Regions from separate parts of the Sus scrofa genome. Here region 1 is linked to region 2. The links are chromatin contacts, called in public HiChIP or PLAC-seq maps. All regions are on one chromosome and are shown on one strand. Each heading gives the region's core, a stretch centred on a gene start, on an enhancer-like site or on the middle of the called end of the contact. The rest is flanking DNA. Distances are from core to core; before and after follow the strand shown.

Evidence for each region. HiChIP or PLAC-seq counts read pairs in DNA pulled down with a chosen protein or histone mark.
Region 1: an H3K27ac HiChIP or PLAC-seq map of skeletal muscle shows a contact between it and region 2. The contact joins the enhancer-like site here to the promoter of PLS3 in region 2. A contact is called at or near these places in 9 of 47 Hi-C or Micro-C datasets (embryonic fibroblasts, epiblast stem cells, heart right ventricle and 3 more) and 1 of 2 datasets of contacts at active chromatin or transcription factors (skeletal muscle).

What each region holds. Positions count from the first base shown.
Region 1 is chrX:94,923,030-94,926,492 of Sscrofa11.1, reverse strand. All of the region lies in intron 1 of PLS3 (plastin-3), which reads right to left. Among named protein-coding and RNA genes, the nearest start is that of PLS3, 40 kb to the right of the region's middle. Within about 2 kb of position 1,757, at least 15 of the 83 cell types and tissues checked have an H3K27ac peak or open chromatin away from gene starts, as enhancers often do. A contact at or near this core is called in liver, retroperitoneal adipose tissue and skeletal muscle, where this site is marked.
Region 2 is chrX:94,883,247-94,886,433 of Sscrofa11.1, reverse strand. It overlaps PLS3 (plastin-3), which reads right to left and starts at 1,336. Exons shown (of 18, transcript XM_001925936.6): 1 at 1,204-1,336.

The DNA.
Region 1 (3,463 bases), core at 508-3,007, 40 kb before region 2:
TTACTTGAAAGTCAATAAATAAATGCTACCCTGAAGTACCTGAACTAAAACAAAGAAATACAAAGTGAAATTTAAAAGGCTTACCATATCAACTTCAGTTGATATAAACTACAATATTTAAATAGGCTATTGAGTGCAGATTTTTTCCCCACTATGCATAAAAAAAGGTTTGTTCTTAAGACTACTCAAAGGTGCTTGATGGAATCTTTAGGAAAATCAAGCAATTAAGTACTATCTTGGGAGAAAATATCACATTTAAATAATTTAGGGAAGAGCATCAGAGTTTGCAGAAACCTTGCATTAGATAAATTTGTATTTCTAGTTTCCTAGAAAACTTCCTATAAATTAAAATTACTAAAAGCAGCCTTATCCTTCTTCATGGGGCATTCACTGTACTTTAGGCCATTTTCCTCTCAAAGCAAGTAAAACATCCCAGACGGGGTTTAAAAAGCAAAACGGAGGATCTGACGTCATTATGGCCCTGTAGACACCTTGATTCAATAGTGAGCACTTGCTGCAAACTTGTTCCCCACCCACAGATGGAGTATTGTTATGACAGGAAAACTATGAGATGGGCAATCAGAAAATGTAAATTAGTGCCGGCTCTGCTATCTCCTAGCCCTGCATCTATGAGTGTGTTTATTTAATCTAAGTTTGTTTCCTCATTGGAAAACAGCGATGATAATACCTACTTCTCCAGGGTCCTCATGAAGATTAAAGGTGGCATGTGAAGGCACATTGTAAACTATAAAGTATTATACAGCAAGTTCAAATCCTTAGTGAAAGAAGATGAGGAATAAATCAATGCCTAAGTAATTGCGAGAGGCCATATAAATATAAGGCATAAGTTCTACTAAGAACCTTTTAAATGGAATATATGAAAAGTTATGTCATTTGCCCTATAATTATTGACTACAGAGTATAACAGATCTCCTTCATATATAAAAATTATAAGCCTTTAAGTCAAAGTAACTTAAGAAGGATGGGACTAACAAAAACCTGTCAGCCACTTTTTGCCCATGACTCAATCTGGCTCCTGCTTAAGGCCAGTTTCTAAACACAACTTGAAGAACGGCCAGGAGATTTTTTAAAAAATACAATTTTTACATTCCATCAGGTCCACTTTAAAAAAAAAAGCTAACAGCTTGTCAATATTGTCACATTCCTCCTACTTTGCGTATTTTTTTAATAAGCAATGCAAAATAAAAGGTGAAGAGGTAAAAAGTATAACCTCAGTTACACGGTATGTGGACTGGTAGGCAAAAAGAAGTCTAACTTTTGAAATGTGTTGAAATGTGTCCTTTTCCCCAGTCTGTCTTCCCACAAAAATGTACTTTATTTACATGGAGAGAGAGAGGAAACTGATATTTAAAAAAAAAAAAGGAGAAGAAAGAATATATTTTCCCTTCATTTAAAATTAGCCAAATGAAATACCAATCAAAATTAAGTTTCCAAAGTCTCTGCATTTTTCTGAATTCTCTCATCTGCAAAGCACTTTGATCTGTCCCCAATTCTGTTTCGTCTCTAGCTCCTAAGCCTGTCTTTTTCTATAAAGGGAAAGCAGCAGGAAAAAAGCAAACCAACCCTCTCTCTCCCTAACCATCTGAGACATAGGAAAACAGATTTTCAAATAAGGGAATGAAACAAAAGCAAACAAAACCTTGTTTGTTTGTTTTGTCTTAAAAGGATATGGTGTACAACTGGGTCTGAATTCAGGGCGTCACCCACGGAGGAATCTTATGCCTATGAAGTCATCCCTAATTACAGAGTTTGACTAACACTATGGCAATTATGAAACCACTCCACTGGCTCATTTAACTATACTTAAACCCTGAACATAAATCTTTGCTGAGAAAGGTGTACCTACAACTACCTGAAACTATTACTCAAATTCTAAAAGGTATTTGATGGAGATGGGGGGGGGGTGCTTGTTTTCATCCCCTAAGGTGAGTCATTTTAGGAATGCAGCTGACAATCTATTTACTACTGTGTGTCATTCAGAACCACATGGGTCAGGAGGCAAGGCACACAAAATGGGAAACTCGACCATGGATAATCAAGAGTTGATTATGAACTTTTTTTTTTCCCTTGAAATTGAAAGCAACTAAAAGATAAAAGCAGGGGATGGCTGCCATAGACATGATCCAGCCACTAGTATGCCAGGTAAATAGAACTGGGAAAGTGAACCTAACAACTTACATCAGAGATCTGGCCACACATACTTAAGCTGGTAAGCTCATCACATGAAGAGGAGAGGGTGGACAAAACATGGAACAATACATTATTTGTGTTTGTGTATCTGTCACCTTCCCCTGTCCAAAACAGGCAGTGCTTTGGCACACCCACACTCCACATACCTACCGGTACCAACAGAAACTGCCGCCCTGCCTCCTCCCTGGTAGGTAAGTCAACAACACGAGTCTCCAGGTCAGATGGGCATGCAACACTCTGAGTTAAAGATCACTCTGAGCTAAAGGCTCTTGCGATAATTACTCAAGCTCTAGTGCTTCCAAAAGACTTTAGAATATTTCAACTTGAATGTCTATCATATTCACGCACTGATTCATTTATATTCAAGCCTTAACTGAAGGCTTAGTATGTACTTGCTCTGTGGTGGGTGTTGTAGATATAAAGAATTAGGACCAAAGTCCCCTCTCACAGACCTTATTCTCTAGTAGGTGTAAAGATGGAAAAACAAAGACATAATATTAACACTGTCATGCTCTTACTGTCATATTCACTGAGAGGTGGGGTGACAGTGGTGGGCTTCAGGAAAGGTTTTCCAGAGAAGGTGACTTTTGAACTTAATCTTAAAACCTAAGTAGGAATTCCTCAGACAGGTATCACTGGTAAAGGCATTCTAGGCACAGAGGCATAAAGGGAAGATGATATTCTGGAGCTGGAGAAAGTGTGGTTGAGCATTGGGCCTACGGTTTGTGACAGACACATTTGGAGAGAAGGTCAGGGTCTAATTTAGAAGGGCTACACTCAAAATCTGGACTTGACCCTCTGGCCAAGGGAGAAGGAAGGTCAGTGACGAAAATTCCAGTCAGGAAAGCCTAAGTGTCCACACATATGAACTTATTGCCACATTATTTCTCCCCTTTTCAAATATCTTGCTGGTCAAATCAGGTCACTTCGACTTCCCCACTTTCCTCAGGCTCTAGGTTTAGAAATTCGAGACTGAAGTTTGGCCACAAGAAACAAAGGTAGATGGAAGAAAACCTTCTGGATTCTTCCATGATACCCCTTTATCACCTCATGTCTGGCCGTTTTCAAAGGCATTTGATTTTAGCACATCTGTCTACACTCCTGTCTTCCTCCAAGGTAATCTCTACACTGCTAACTTCCTGAAGAGCAGATCTAAGGTATATTGCCTACAAAAGCAAGTGCCAACTTTTAAGTAACAACATCTAAAAGCCCTAGAATTTTCTGTATTGATACCCGCCTGTCTCTCCAATGT
Region 2 (3,187 bases), core at 87-2,586:
AATTCAACCCTGAGCACTACCCGGGATGTTGTGCAGATCAGGTGCGGAGCAGGGAGCGTTACTAACTGGGGAAAGTGTCAGTAAGCATTAAACCCACTCCCACCTCCCAGGCTGGGATCTTCTGCCCTGGAGCCGGGCGGTCGAAGCCGCCAGCACATCAGAACAAGTAGCAGCAGCGGCGGCGGCAACTTTGGGGCTGGCCAGAAGCCAGGGCGGGGGTGGTCGGCGTCCCCCGGCCTCTCATTAGTGCGCCTAAGTACAGCGGGTGGGGAAAAGTAAATACCCGCAAGTGCAGCTGAGTGGGGGAAGGGGGACGTTGCCCCCCTCCCACCGCCCCTTCGCCTCTGCCTCCCGTGGAGCCCGGAGAAGTGCCATGCCGCTGCTGCCCGGATCGCGCGCCCCTGCAGCAGAGCCGGAGAAGCTGAGAAAAAGGAGCGGACGGGTGGCGCGGAGTCGGGGGGGTGAGGAGAACGGAAAGGTACTGCCCTAATGGCCCAGAGATGTCCTGCTACTGAAAGGAAAAAAAGTGCTTACTCATAGGGAGACGCGATGCGATCGCGACGCTCTCGCTCGCTAATGGCAAGGGAAGCGGGCGGAAGGCAGGCAACCGGAGCCTCGTTCCTTCCCAGGGCCACTGCACCCTGCGGAGTCGCGGGGCAGGAGTGAGCCCGCGAGGTCACCCGAGGCCGGTGAACGGGGGCTGGAGGCGTCGCGGGAGGCCGGCTCCGGGATTTCCTGAGTCCGGAGCCGGCGGAGGAGGAGGGAGGAGGGTGGCAGAAGCTGGAGAAGGACGACGACCGAGGGAAGTTAGGCGCTGGGTTTCCACTTCGGGGCCGCGGCCACGGAAGGGGAGAAGGGCAAGGGTTGGCGTCAAGGAGTCCAGCCCAAGGTTGGCAACAAGTTAAGAGCAACTAGTGAGAAAGCACCATCTATCCAGTTAAAAGCAAAAAACGTTTGCGGCGGGTGGTGGTCGTGGGGAATACTCAGTCACTCCCACCCATCCTCGATGCGACCGACCGCTTTGGCGCCCAAGGGCTAAGACTGAAATTTCTCCAGCTTCCCTCTTAGCCCCACTCCCCCCCTCCCCCCGTGCCAGGCACGTTCCGGCCGAGGATCTCGGAGATGCTCTCCCCAGGACCCACTCCCGCCCACGCCCAGGAACCCCGCTCCCTCCGTGCCCTCCCGAGCCTGCAAAGCACTTACATAAAGTCGCAGAGTCCCGGATCCGGCCCGACAGCCTCCGACCGACGCACTCAGACAACTTCTGCGGCTCGGAATCTTTGCGGCTGCGGTTCTAAAGCCAGCGCTCCCTCCCCTCCTGCCAGCCCCCTCCGCCCCTCGGACGCCGCCATTGGCTCGGGTGGTGCTAGCAGTCGGCCTGGGAACCAGGAAGGGGATTGGGCCACGAGCCTGTCACATCAACTGGGTGGGGAGTTGGGTGAAGAGGCACCGGGATGGGCGTCCTGAAGGGATGGGGACTGTAACTCTGCGGCAGGGAGCCGAGATTGGTCCTCTACTCCCGTTTCTCCCGCACCCTGGCTAAAAAGAAGTCCTCAGAGCCTGGCTCGGGGACCAAGTTGCAGATAATCGTGCGGAATAAATGAAAAGATGAAAATGTTGGAGCGAGAGTTTGAACCTCACGAAGCCCCTATTGAAGTCTCTGGAGGGTACAGTTTCACCCCAGAAGCGTGAGAGAATCTTGGCTTGGGAAGGGACCTTGCTAGTCTGTTTCTTCTGCTCCGCGTAAGGAACAACGCCGAAGGAAAACCTCAGCAATCTTCCCTTTCCTAGCAAGTCTAGGGAGCAGATGGATAGATCAGGACGCGGCTCTCATGTTTTTTGGTTTTTGACTTCGTGCCAAGGAAATTGTTGACCAGAATCACCTGTCTGGTCTGTTTGTCCATGCGGAAAAGAGAGAGGTGGAGGTGGGAAGGGATGGTGGAGGTAACGTGGTTCCACTCGTTTGACTGGAAATGGATGTCAGTTCTCATCAGTTCCTTTCCCCAGAGGAAACTTGGAGACGTGCTCCTGCTTCCCAGAGTACCTTTTCTTCTTGGCCTCTTAGCTGGCCTCTTTCTTTAATTCGGGCAGGGATTTCCCCTCTTTATCTGCATTCCAGTGCTTTGGCTCGAGCCAGGTCCAGAATCAGGTCAGAGGACCAGAGTTTGACGGATTCCCCAGGTCAAGAGATTGGCTTGGGGGACAGCTGTAGAAGAGACAGGTTAAGCCCTTTCCCGCTTCAGTCGCAACCATTTTGTTCAGGAAATGTATGGTGGAAATTTTTTAAGAATTTAAAATTGGTTCAATGACATCTCATTTTTATATGAGCTAGGAAAATTGCTAAATTAAGAGTGGCCTGGAAAACTGAATGGTCTTGTCAAGGAACCCTGCTTCATCTACTTTTACAAACTTCCTTAGCAAAATTAACCTATAGCGAGTGCCAGAGCTTCTTAAATGGGCAGGAAAGGGGAGTTCATATACTACCTAAAGGCTAGGTTGGCAGAGAAGGAGTTGGCGCTGGGAAGAAGCCTTGTTAAATACTAATTAATGATTAACCAACTGGAAGAACATAGGAAAGGCACAGAAAGGTGAAAAAGAAATGAGAGGGCAATCATGCTTTCAGAAATATTAAATTTCTGTTGTGAGAGATTTTGTGCTGGGTCAGGTTTGGGTCAACACAAAAATACTGATTTCAACATGTTTGTGTTTTGTCCACTGTGTAGTACATTGCCACACACATTCACAAGAGGTTCCAAAGTGAGATTTCTGGCTTTCAATAATTGGCCCAAGGTTTAGTTGGTTTCTGGAATTCTTTACACAACATTTCTAGATATGTGAATATAGTACTTTGGTTTTCTACCTGTTATGGTGTCTGTAAGTCACCACTGAAGGCCTTCCACCTGCTTTAAACCTTAAATTTACAGACCTAGAATGTCTGTATGAAGGGACTCGGCAAGCTAAGTTTTCAAGTATGAATATCTTTGTCTCAATTACTTAGTAGTCTATTTTAGTTTTTTTTTTTGAAGTATTAGAATTTAGAAAATCAAAATATTAAGAATCTTATTCATATACTATTTATGCCTTCCTGTTTTCTTATTCAAAAAAAGTTACATAGAAGCCTTACATAAGCTTTACTTACTAACACTGAGGATCAGGATTCAGCAAGAGTTTGTGGTTAAGAAATGTC